Linked DNA regions of Sus scrofa: region 1 is linked to region 2. A link is a contact called in public HiChIP or PLAC-seq data. All regions are on one chromosome and are shown on one strand. The core of a region is the stretch at or near the end of the contact, and the rest is flanking DNA. Distances in the headings are between cores, read along the strand shown. Region 1 has its middle 11 kb from the start of INPP4B. Region 2 has its middle 27 kb from the start of USP38.

Evidence for each region. HiChIP or PLAC-seq counts read pairs in DNA pulled down with a chosen protein or histone mark.
Region 1: an H3K27ac HiChIP or PLAC-seq map of alveolar macrophages shows a contact between it and region 2. The contact joins two enhancer-like sites. A contact is called at or near these places in 1 of 47 Hi-C or Micro-C datasets (embryonic fibroblasts) and 1 of 2 datasets of contacts at active chromatin or transcription factors (alveolar macrophages).

Annotation. Positions count from the first base shown.
Region 1 is chr8:84,797,889-84,804,196 of Sscrofa11.1, forward strand. No RefSeq gene overlaps it. Among named protein-coding and RNA genes, the nearest start is that of INPP4B, 11 kb to the right of the region's middle. Within about 2 kb of position 1,348, at least 3 of the 83 cell types and tissues checked have an H3K27ac peak or open chromatin away from gene starts, as enhancers often do. A contact at or near this core is called in alveolar macrophages, where this site is marked.
Region 2 is chr8:84,624,920-84,630,884 of Sscrofa11.1, forward strand. No RefSeq gene overlaps it. Among named protein-coding and RNA genes, the nearest start is that of USP38, 27 kb to the left of the region's middle. Within about 2 kb of position 2,937, at least 2 of the 83 cell types and tissues checked have an H3K27ac peak or open chromatin away from gene starts, as enhancers often do. A contact at or near this core is called in alveolar macrophages, where this site is marked.

The DNA of each region.
Region 1 (6,308 bases), core at 98-2,597, 170 kb after region 2:
ACAAAAAAGAAAAAGAAAAAGAAATACCTTGAGAAGTGTTTGGAGTAGTTGTCCCGTGATGGTAGGAGCTGCCTGATTTCTGTGGAGTGGATGGGGTTCCAGGTGGCAAAGGGCAAGGGAAGACACAATGCAGGACCCAAGACAGATGGAATGGATGTGGTTGCCATAACAGGCAGCAGGGCCAAAGCGATGACCATAGGTTTTGAATGTCCGGGATGTTTGACGGGACAAGAGGTGCCTAAGACTTAAAGAAACATGTGGGTCTTATTATCATCCTCCTCGATCTGCATAAACAACCCCCAAACAAAAGCAAAACTCTAAATGACCTAAGTGACTATAATTATGAGTGATAGCGCTTTCCTGGTTCATAGACCCACAGCCCATAAATGAATGGACCCTATGATAGGGCTGCAAGCACTGTTCACCATCTTTCTATTCCATTAACAAGGACCTGCAGTCATCTGTCAGGAGAGCAGCTATGCCCAGGAGAAGGGAGCCAGCCAGATCTTTGCGGGATTATTGACATCAGCTGTAGCGTTAATACTTTTTATTTTTTGCTTTTTGTCTTTTTAGGGCCTTTCTTCGATATTAACATTACCTTGAGAAAGGCAGAGGGAATAATCCCATCCCTAGCCCCATCCTCCCTCATTCGGCTCTCACGTTCTACCAGCAAGAAGACTGATGGGTCTTGGAAACAATATCAATGATCAGAAATCTAATGAGAGAGTGGTTCTAATTGAAGCTGATGTTCCGTATGTGGTTTCTTTTCTTTCTTTCTTTCCTTCTTTCTTAATTTCTTTCTTTCTTTCTTTCTTTCTTTCTTTCTTTCTTTCTTTCTTTCTTTCTTTCTTTCTTTCTTTCTTTCTTTCTTTCTTTTTTTTTTTTCTTTTTTTTGTCTTTTGTCTTTTTAGGACCACACCCGTGACATGTGGATGTTCCCAGGCTAGGGGTCGAATTGGAGCTACAGCCACCAGCCTATACCACATCCAAGGCAACACAGGATCTGAGCCACATCTGCGACCTACACCACAGCTCACGGCTTCACAGGATCCTGAACCCACTGAGCGAGACCAGGGATTGAACCCGCAACCTCATGGTTCCTAATCAGATTTGTTTCCGCTGTGCCGCGACGGGAACTCCCATATGTGATTTATTTTCTGACGTCATTGGACACAGATTGTGATGCCTGATATGGAATTTCCAAGTTGGCAACAGCTTTTTCAAAATTAAATACCCCAAATAAGAAGAGACCACAAATGCAGTTTCCTTTTAAGTAACAAGGGCAGCCGTGGACAACAGGCTCCATCCATGCTGTGGCTCTGTGTGGTAATTTAGGTCAGAGATTGGCTAACTTTTCCTGTAAAGAGCTGAAGAGTAAATATTTTAGGCTTTGTCGGCTACATATAGTCTCTGTTGCATATTTTCTTCTTCCTCTTTCTTTTTTTCTAAAAAAAAAAAAAAACCACCTCAACAAAGTCAAAACCTCTCAGCTTGCAAGCTTTACTGAAGCGGGCCAAGGGTCAGACTTGGCCTGCAGGCCATGAGTCGCTGCTCCCTGATTTGGCTCTTGGGCTCCTTGGCCATCTCACCAGTCCACAGGATTTCACTCTGCTCCATTGTATGGATCATGCTGTAATTAGGGATCCAGGAGGCAGAAAGTAGACCTGCAGGTCCTGGGAAGGCACACCGATGCCACAAATGGAAGAGAGATCCTCTCAAAGTTCAGTGATCTCTTTCCAAGTCAAAGGGCCACTTACCAGAAGGTTTTTTTTTTTTTTTCTTTTTTTGTTTTTAGGGATGCACCCGTGGCATATGGAAATTCCCAGGCTAAAGATCCAATTGGAGCCACAGCCGCTGACCTACACCACAGCTCACAGCAACACTGGATCCTTAACCCACTGAGCCAGGCCAGGGATCGAACCTGCGTCCTCATGGGTTTCTGCTGCACCACAATGAGAACTCCCAGAAAGTTGTTTTTATATCTGGTTTTCAGAAACCAGGAAAACCATTCAGGAGTATTGGACACAAGCTCTGCAAGGAGGAGCAATAACTGTGTCTTGAAGGCGGCACCTCCAATGTGGTGTGAGGGTCCTCAAACCCTTTCCATCAAGTGCCTTTGGAACTGAGAGACGGCTGGGCAGACACAGGATATCAAATGGCTCCAACTGCAAAGAGGGGAAAAATGCAGTAGCCAAGAACCAGGGGCTCGATGAAGTAGGTCCTGTCGCATTTTTGATCTTGAGCCTATTTCTCTAATAAGACATTTTGACTGAAGGTATTGTCTGACATTGGCATAGAAGGAAGCCAAAACTTGACTTTAATTTTATTCCTCAGTTTCCCCGGGAAAAAATTGTAAAAATAGCTATAGTCCAAGGTCACTTTAAAGAAAGAAACATTCAGAGTTTGGTGAAAACCATGTAATTGTGTAGTTATGCAAGCAGAGATGGCTTTTCTTCTTTATTCATTTTAAGAACAGTTTGAAGTCGTTTGTGTATAATAAAAATTTAGCCTTACTTAGATAAATAAACTACAGCCTCCCTGGCATATAGATTATCAAAGGACAATCGTAAAGTGGTTTACTATTTTACATAGTATGCTTTCTCTTTCAGAATTAATAAAAGCCACAATGCATGCTTTATTATAAAAAGCAGAACAAAAACTGGGCAGTGTTTTCTTCTTTCAGAAAAACAAAACCAAACAGTGAATAACATATTAGGAATTTGACCTGAACTGTAAGAGATTTGACTTTCTTGCTGTGTCGCCTTAACCCCATCTGTAAGCGTGTTCCGTAGTGATGACAAGTACTTGAACCTCTTTCTTTGATTTCATAACTTTTAGCAGAAACATATATTTTCACTGCATGTGTGTATGTTTTCACCAAAGCTATTTTCTTACGTATTTGAATGTGCATTTGTTTCATTAAGGATCTTTACTAGCCTGGTGCCTGATATCCCTCTCAAGCTGAAATTCCTAACTCACAGTTCCCCACTCTCATAAACAATACCAGGTTGCTCTTAAAAAAAAAATATTTAAGTATAGTTGACTTACAATATTGTATTAGTTTCAGGTGTACAGCAAAATAAATCTGTTATATATATCAGTTATATATATATGTGTATATATGCATCTCCATTCTTTTTCCCCATATAGGTTATTACAGAATATTGAGTAGACTTTCCTTGCTATACAGTAGGTCCTTGTATTTATTTAATTTAATTTAATTTTTTCTTTTTTGGCCACACCCGCCTGTGGAATAAAGAAATTCCTGGGCTGGGGATTAAACCCGTACCACAGCAGTGACCTGAGCTGCTATAGTGACAATGCCAGATCCTTAACCTACTGTGCCACAGGGAAACTCCTATTTTATATAGTAGTGTGTATATGTTAATTCCACCCCCTAATTTATCCCTCCCTGCCACTGATTCTCCTTTGGTAACCACAGATTTGATTTCAAAATCTGTAATTTTATTTGTTTTATAAATAAGTTCTTGGTATCATTGTTTAAATTAGTTTCCATATATAAGTGATATCTTACGGTATTTGCCTTTCTCTGTCTGACTTACTCCACTGAGTATGATACTCTCTAGAGAAGTGTGGACACTTGATCAAAGACTAGCCTAGCTATACAATGTATAGAGTAACTTCTTGCAAGAGGCTCTCTTCTTAATAGGAGAGAGATTCATTGCCCCAGTCAGTCTGATGCTGTCCTTTGCAATTTGGACTGAAGATCATTCAGCTAGGGGAAAGAGAAGAAAGTGGAACCTCCAAAAAACAACCGTAGGCAATGAAAGTTGCTGGGAAGTATTCATGATCAAAAGGAAGGAGTCAGATCAGAAGAGAGCAACACTGTGGTTCTGAATGGCAGTGTCCCCCAAGTTTTCTTCATCCCTCCACTCCTAGCTGTCCAATATAAGGTGACTAGGATCCCAGTAGCGGCAAAGACAGTGGCTTCTCTGGCAGAGAAAAATGAGAGGTACAGAGAAAGGGGTCCCATCAGACAGACCAACACCATGGATTTCTAGTATTTCATGTCTGCCCAGTGTATCTTTGTTCCTTGTAACTCTCACCCAAATGTGTGTGGCTTCTTTAGCCTCTGGGGATCACACCTCCCTGCAAAAGACAATTAAGGTATGTGGAATCTGAAAAATACAGCACACTAATGAACAGAACCAAAAAGAAGCAGACTCACAGATACAGGGAACAAACTTGTGGTTACCCGTGGGGAGAGGGAAGTAGGGAGTGGAAGGCGGGGTGGGGATTAAGGGGTGCTGACTCTTATGTATAGAATAAGCTATAAGGATATATTGTAAAATATGGAAAATATAGCCAATATTTCATAATAACTCTAAGTGAAGCATAACCTTTATACGTTGTTCATCAGTATATTGTATACCTGTAACTTACATACTATTGTTCATCAACTACAATTAAATAAATTTTTTAAATTAACAATTTAAAAAAAGAATAGTTGGAGCTGGTATCCCACTTGATTTCTGGAAGTCTGTTTTGTTTGCTTTGTTTCTTTTGTTTGTTTTTGAGGCAAAGAACACTTATAGGTTCTACCAATGGGTTCCCATTTAGAGCTCTTTCAATCCATCATCTTCTGGTGCCAACTCCAGGCTGGCTTCACCATACTGTTCCTGCCCTCTGATCCACCCTGGGAGGGAACAAAGTCACCAAGGCTCAGCTAAGACCCTGCTATTGTGTTTAACTCCACTTCACAGACAAACGAGGGGCACAGAAGGGAATGACACGGGAGAAAGACCAAGCGAAGAACAGGAGACTTCTCAGGATTTCTTCCAAAGTATAAAGGCCACGTCCTTCTATGATGGTACCTGGGATGTGGGGTTAGGGACAGAATAGGTTGGAGAGGGGATGTTGCTTGGTTTGCCAGCTTGTTTCAGGGAGCACTTGGGATCCTTGAACGAAAAGTGCCTGTGATCTTGGGCTTCCTGCCTGGAGTTCAGTTGCCCCAGAGTCTTTTGAGGTCCAGCAAGAGACAGATCTAGTTTCTCTCTCATCCACTGTTCCCAACCCACAGTTGAAAGCCCACCTCCAGGAAACACAATCCTCTTCAGAGAGGTAATAGGACCTAGAATGAAAACCACCTTTTTCATTGTTGTGTAGAGCTTTTTGCTTCCTCACTATTTTGAATATCCCATTGTCATTGTAGAATAATATTCCTTTTGGCTTTACCATTAACAAAACCCGCTAAAGTACCCTTTTTTTAAAAACCCAAAACAAAAGCAATCTGACCACTTGGTTTAAGTTAATCTTCCATTTGAAGAACTCAATAAAATGTTCACAGGGCTTTTTTTTTTTTTTTTTTTTTTTTTTTAGGGCTGCAGCCATGGCATATGGAGGTTCGAATCAGAACTACAGCTGCCGGCCTACACCACAGCTCATAGCAACACTGAGATCCTTAACCCACTGATTAACCCACTGAGCGAAGCCAGGGATCGAACCTGCACTGAAACCTCATGGTTCCTAGTCGGATTCGTTTCTGCTGTGCCACGACAGGAACTCCTGTTCACAATTTTAAAATAGTGGTGTTTACTGGCCCCCTGCTTCCATTCACCTGAATACCCTATCAAGGTTTTTTTAAAAAAACTTGAGCCTACTCTCACCTAGAGCTTTTGATTACAAAATGAGCAAGGCTACCTCAGACGGGGAGGTTTTTATTTTTATATTATAGAAAGCGTAAAATGAGTGACTCATTTGTTTTCATTATAACTTTCATCAAACTGAAATCCAGTCCTATAAACGCTGCTTCATTTTAGACCTGATAAAATGGTTGGCTTCGGTTGTCTTTTCACATGGATGAATTTCTTCAACCTCTTCCTAAGGTTTCAAACGATCCTATTTGCCCATAAGTGCTATGTTCAAGGGAAGAACAGTTTTAAGTTATCTATAATGATATCTCAGCTTTTACCTTAGAGAATATTGCAGTATGTTCTGTGTGAGAAGCTTATATTCTATTTACGAAGAAAAATATCTGTAACTTTATACTTTGCTGGAATCTGTTCTAGAAACCAATACTCCAGTGTACATGTGAACGCCACTCTGGAATTTCAAAAGTCTTCAAAAAGTTCATGATCACATGCACTCATACAGGCACAGCCTTGTACATACGCTTTCATCAATTTGGGTTACATGAGATGAAATAACCCAGATGAATTTTCTTTTTTCCTTTTTTCTTTCTTTTTTTGTCTTTTTGCCATTTCTTGGGCCGCTCCTGCGGCATATGGAGGTTCCCAGGGTAGGGCTCCAATCGGAGCTGTAGCCGCCGGCCTACACCAGAGCCAAGG
Region 2 (5,965 bases), core at 1,687-4,186:
CAAGTTTCCTTCTCAACTCTTCAAATGCATGCATACAATGACATAAATTGTGACCAGGACTTGTGTGATGATATGGAAACTTTGCCTTTTAACTTTTTTATTTTTGGTATAATATCAGTTAAAGTTGCACATTTCATTTTATCTCTGTACAAATAATGCTGCTTCATTGATTTTGTGGTTTCATCTGTGAAGGAACTAATCTGGATCTTCCAATCTCTATCTTTTATAACTTTTTAATAATATATCTCAAGGTGGGATTATATGACAGATGAAATTACTTCAAAGAAAGCAGTAATGAAGACATTAGTTATCCCATAAGGTTTGGTTTGCTGCAGAATCTTTTAAAAGCAGAGCAGACTCAACTGCAAAAATGAGGTGTTCTGAATATTTTTTTCCTCTGCATCTTTTGAGGTGATGATCAAGAGAATAGCATTGCCTTGTTTGTTTAAAGAGTGAAAAACACTAATTTTGTGTGTTTGATTAAAAATGTGGTTAAAATAATAGAGAAAATGCTTCTTCATGCAATTTTTTTTTCAGGGCATGATAAAAAGGTTGATTAAAGTTCTTTAGTTTATTGACAATTCAGAGTTTTAAAAATGCTTATCAAAAATTCAGTAGTACTTTGTTTTTCTTCTTAGTGGACTTCCTTTGGTATTGAAGACAGTTGTAAATATTCATCTCCTTTATGTTTTGGATAATCAACAAAGAGTCAGGAACTATAGTCTTGTAATAAATGGTCTTAACCACTTACTTTGGCCAAACTTAATGAGTATGAATAGTATTTGCTGTGGAGGAGGTTTGCCAATATTTTGAAAATGTGATTTCTGTCTGAAAGTTGATAACGAGTCCTTGACCTGATACTAATTTTCAGTTAGATCCAATCTGGGTAGACCTTTCTGCTCCATATGTGATGAACTCAGATACCATGAACTGTTCACTTCATAGTTCACTGCATTTCTATTTTATGCTAATGTGTTTTAGATCAGACACTGTGTGGGGCAGTGGTATGAAGAAAGGGCTGATGAGGCACAAGATAAGACATAAGGAAACCAGGTAGGATGCCATGACCAGCCAGTTAGGCTGCTAGCCAAGAAAGAACAGATTTCAACAAATATAATGCAAATAAGGATGATGTTAATAAACTAATCTTTATTTACTGAGTGCTTTTTATGTGCTAGGCGCAACGCTATGTACTGTACATGGATTGTTGCATTTAATGCTCACTATGTATGAAATAGATTCCATCCCCACTTTACAGAGAAGAAAAATGTTATGTAGTCAGAAAGTGTGATTTGGCCTCAGAGCTTGGGCACACAACCACCATACAACAGAAAGAAATATTTAAGAGGTAGAATTAATTAATTAATTAATTTATTTATTTTTGGTCTTTTTGCCTTTTCTAGGGCCGCTTCCTGCAGCATATGGAGGTTCCCAGGCTAGGGGTCTAATCAGAGCTGTAGCCACCGGCCTACGCCACAGCCACAGCAATGCAGGATCCGAGCCGCGTCTGCAACCTACACCACAGCTCTCAGCAATGCTGGATCCTTAACCCACTGAGTGAGGCCAGGGATAGAGCCCACAACCTCCTGGTTCCTCATTCGTTAACCACTGAGCCATGACGGGAACTCCAAGAGGTAGAATTTAGCAACTGATTAGAAGCAAGGAGGATAGTGATGGAGAGCTAGGTGTAACTCTTTGGACTCTGGATTGGGTACCCTGGTAAAGGATAATGCTGTCTCTGGGTCAGGGAATACAGAATGAGGAACTTGTTGGAAGATTAGGGAGTTCCGGATATCTTGAGTTTGAAGTGCCTTTGAGAGACATCAAGAGAGGTCAAATAGGTTATGTGGCTCTGGAGCTCTGGCAGGAATCTGGGTCAGAGTGCTTGGCATGATGCCGAGGGCACAGAATAACTGTCAATGAGTATTTGTTGGATGAATGACAGACAGATGGAGTGGGGGGATAAGAATGGGAGGGATTGAGAGGGAGCTCAGAGATTGTTAATTATAAGGGTACAGTTGGTACTTGGGACTGTAGGAGTGGGTACAATTTCTCAAGGACAGTGTATCAAATGAAAACAGAAGAGAATCCAGAATAACTCTGCAGCAAGCCAGTATTTAAGAGTCAGGTAATGGAAGAGGAACTTGAAAAGATGACTGAGAAGGAGAACTTTAAGAGAACAGTATCACAGAAGCCAGGAAATTAAAGGATTTTAAGTCTATTATTAATATATTAAATGCCATAAAAAGAGGCCAAATAAAATCATGCTTATAAATAGCTAACAACTTATATGGCTCTTACTATATGTCAGGCAACGCTTTAAGGGTTTTATATGTATTAGCTTTTCAAGTTAAATCTGTGATATTGTTATTTTTATTAACCATGTTTTATGGATAAGAAAACAGACAAAGTAACTTGCCTAAGGCAAAAGCAGAGTCAAGATTGTGGACCCTGAAAGTGAAAGCAAGGTTGGTGTTTTTTTTTTTTTTGTTTTGTTTTTTTTGCTATTTCTTGGGCCGCTCCCGCGGCATATGGAGGTTCCCATGCTAGGGGTCGAATCGGGGCTGTAGCCACCGGCCTACGCCAGAGCCACAGCAACGCGGGATCCGAGCCGCGTCTGCAACCTACACCACAGCTCATGGCAACGCTAGATCCTTAACCCACCCACTGAGCAAGGGCAGGGACCGAACCCGCAACCTCATGGTTCCTAGTCGGATTCGTTAACCACTGCGCCATGGCAGGAACTCCAAGGTTGGTGTTCTTAAGCCACTGTGATATTCTTGCTCATGGAAGCAGGGGCCAGAATGAATCTACTAAATGTGATGGGAAGTCATTTATGACTCAGAGAATGCAGGTCACTGAGACTTGTAATTTGGGGCCTGAAGCCATGACAAGCAATGGGCAAGTTCCTGCACTTTTATAAAAGGAGTATTTCCTCCTTTAATAGAGAGGAAGAGGAAGTTGGGCAGGCTGTAGTAAACAAAGAGGCCATGGCTTTTCACAGGCCATGAGTCCTTGCCAGGAAAAAAGAGGAGTCTTTCTTCTTCCTCTTGGGCTCTGCTATTATCACAGAGCATGAGGGTGCCCACTTCCTATCTCCCAACTCTTATCTAATTGAGGTTTCTGTTTATTAATTTCTTTTTACAATTCATAGGCACAGGAGGTGGTTGGAGTTGCATCATTTGATGGCAGTGATATTTTGAGCTGGCTGGATTCTTGTTCTTTCAGAGATGTTTCCTGTTCACATCTTCCTTCAGTTACGTGAACTACAATAAATCTTTTCTCTTTCTTATAATGTCTCTTGCTCAAATCGCTTGCCACACATACTCTGCCTAAGAAGAATCTCTCGAGGGAACTTGAGGAGCATGGAATGGAGAGTTTTGGGATTCTAGGTTAGCAGTGATGGGAAAAACCAAAATAGGATCCAACTAGAGACAGATAAAACTGACAAACAGAGGCCCTAACTGAATCAGGAAACCATTTCCTTCATTTGAAATTGCTGTTTTGTTTCCATCACTCCAACCCACTATAGAACGTGGAAGTCAGGGAGTGAGATAAAATTCATCAAAAATAGTTATACTAACTCTTTGAATAATTGCTTTTTAGTTAGGTGACCTAACTAGCAATAGTTTTTGAGGCAAATTTCATTGTATTTATCAAAAATTAAGTACCTTTAAAATTTTTAAGTTAAGGATTGTCAAAGATAAAATTAATGTTTGATTTACTTGGAGTTATTTAAATTCTGAAAGAAATCCTAACCCTCAGCCAAATGCTTCATCATAGATTGTTCGCCCTATTAAGGACATCTTCCCAATTAAATCTGTGAGCACTAATGTACTATAGGCATTCTCTATGATTTCACACTTAAATGACTAGCTAGCTTATCAAAAAATAGAATCTGACTCCAGGACATGTGGTATTCACACAGGTCATCAGTGTGTGATTATATAGTTTGTTGTCTGCCATTCCCATAGATAAATGTTCATGATTTTGTAGAATTTTACAGCTCACGTATTCTTTTTTTATACTTAAAAAAATTATAGTTGATTTACAATGTTGTGCCAATTTTTGCTGTTCAGCAAAGTGACCTAGTCAAACATATATATACATTCTTTTTCTCTTGTCATTCCCCATCATGCTCTATCCCAAGGACTGGACATATTTCCCTATGCTGTACAATAATACCTCATTGCCTGTCCATTCTAAATGTAGTAGTTTGCATCTACTAACTCCAAACTCCCTGCCCATCCCACACCCTCACCTCTCCCCCTGGCAACCACATGTCTGTTCTCCTTGTCTGTGAGTCTGTTTAGCAAATTTCAGTTTATAATACAATGTTATCAACTATAGTCACAAGAGTTGACATGGATCATAGTTTCCCAAAGGGCTTTTAAAAATCTTTTTTTTTTTTTAATTCAAATCATTCTAGTGGATTTCCTAATACCCCGCATCTTTGGCAAGATTTGCAGTGTCACTTTACAATAATTTGCCATCTGTGGTCAGATATTTAAAGCTAGCCTCTCAAATTCACTATGCCATTATTGTTCTAGGTATAGTGCTAGAACCCATGATACAGGAATGAAGAGAATCTTTTTGCCATCAAATAGCCCATAGTCCAATGGACAAGGTAGACTTTAATGAAATAAGAACAGTGCACTCTGATTCATGTTTGTGAGAAATGTTTGTGCTGGGAACAGAAAGGAGGAAGTAATGAATGATTTAAGGGAAGGCTTCACTGAGAAAATGAAGTATGAACTAATTCTGAAGATTGTTGAGTAGAAATTCATTTAAACAATACATTTAAGAACACTAAATTATAGAGATAACATTTTCATTCTAGGAAATGCTCTTAAAATCTACAAATGAGGGCAACATCAAGAAAAGGTCACTCTAAGACATGACTGAAATATGCAGCTAAGGAGATAGTGATAAGAGGCTTATTCCTAATTAACTTTTTTTTAAACAGAAGTATAGTTGATTTACAATGTGTGTTACTGAGGCAAATATGATAACCACTACAGTATGGAAACGAAGCCTACAATGTTTTGTTAGTTTCTGGTGTACAGCAAAGTGATTCAAATACATATATTCCTAATTAACTATTTTTATATTTTAAAATTCTGTCAGAGACACACAGAGATGAGAAAATAGGAGATCCCATTGTGGCTTGGTGGGTTAAGAACCCGACATAGTGTCCATGAGGATGTGGGTTCGATCCCTGGCCTCACCCAGAGGGTTAAGGATCTGGCATTGCCACAAGCTGTGGTGTAGTTCACAGATGCAGCTTGGATCTGGTGTTGCTGTGGCTGTGGCGTAGGCCAGCAGCTGCAGTTCTGATTTGACTCCTAGCCCAGGAACTTCCGTATGCTGCAGGTACAGCCATAAAAAGAAAAGAAAAGAAAAGGAAAAGAATGGAAATAAATATATATGTACTAAAATAATATGATATGAAATTTAGGAGCTATAATACTTCGAAGAAAGGAAAAATTAGAGTAATGTGGAAAGTTCTGAAATTTTTTAAAAGAAGTGAAGCTTGATAGTCTTGAAGATGAGAAGGAGTTGAGTAGATGGGGAGCAAGGAAGTTGATCACAATAGTACCATGAATGCCCAGAAGGAAAGAATGACCAGAAGGAAGGAATGATTAATAGAATCAAACGTCTCAGAGCCCCAACAGGATAAAGATTGAAAGGAGACCAACAACTTGGAGGCTATTGGTGATATTCCAAGAAGAGGTTTGGGTTGGAGGCAGGGGGTTCTCAGGATAAGTAGATTTGCACTGAGTTAGAGGAGGAATGGGAAATAATAAATTGAGCAAAAAAAATGAAGAGATACAATGGTGCCTTAGATTGTTTAGTAGGAAGCCATTTGTTTGAAGTGCTAGATTAAGGAAGTATTAATGGTTGAAGAATTAAAGGAAAATAGTTTCTGCCCCTCAGTATCATTTTATAGTTTGGGAGGATATTT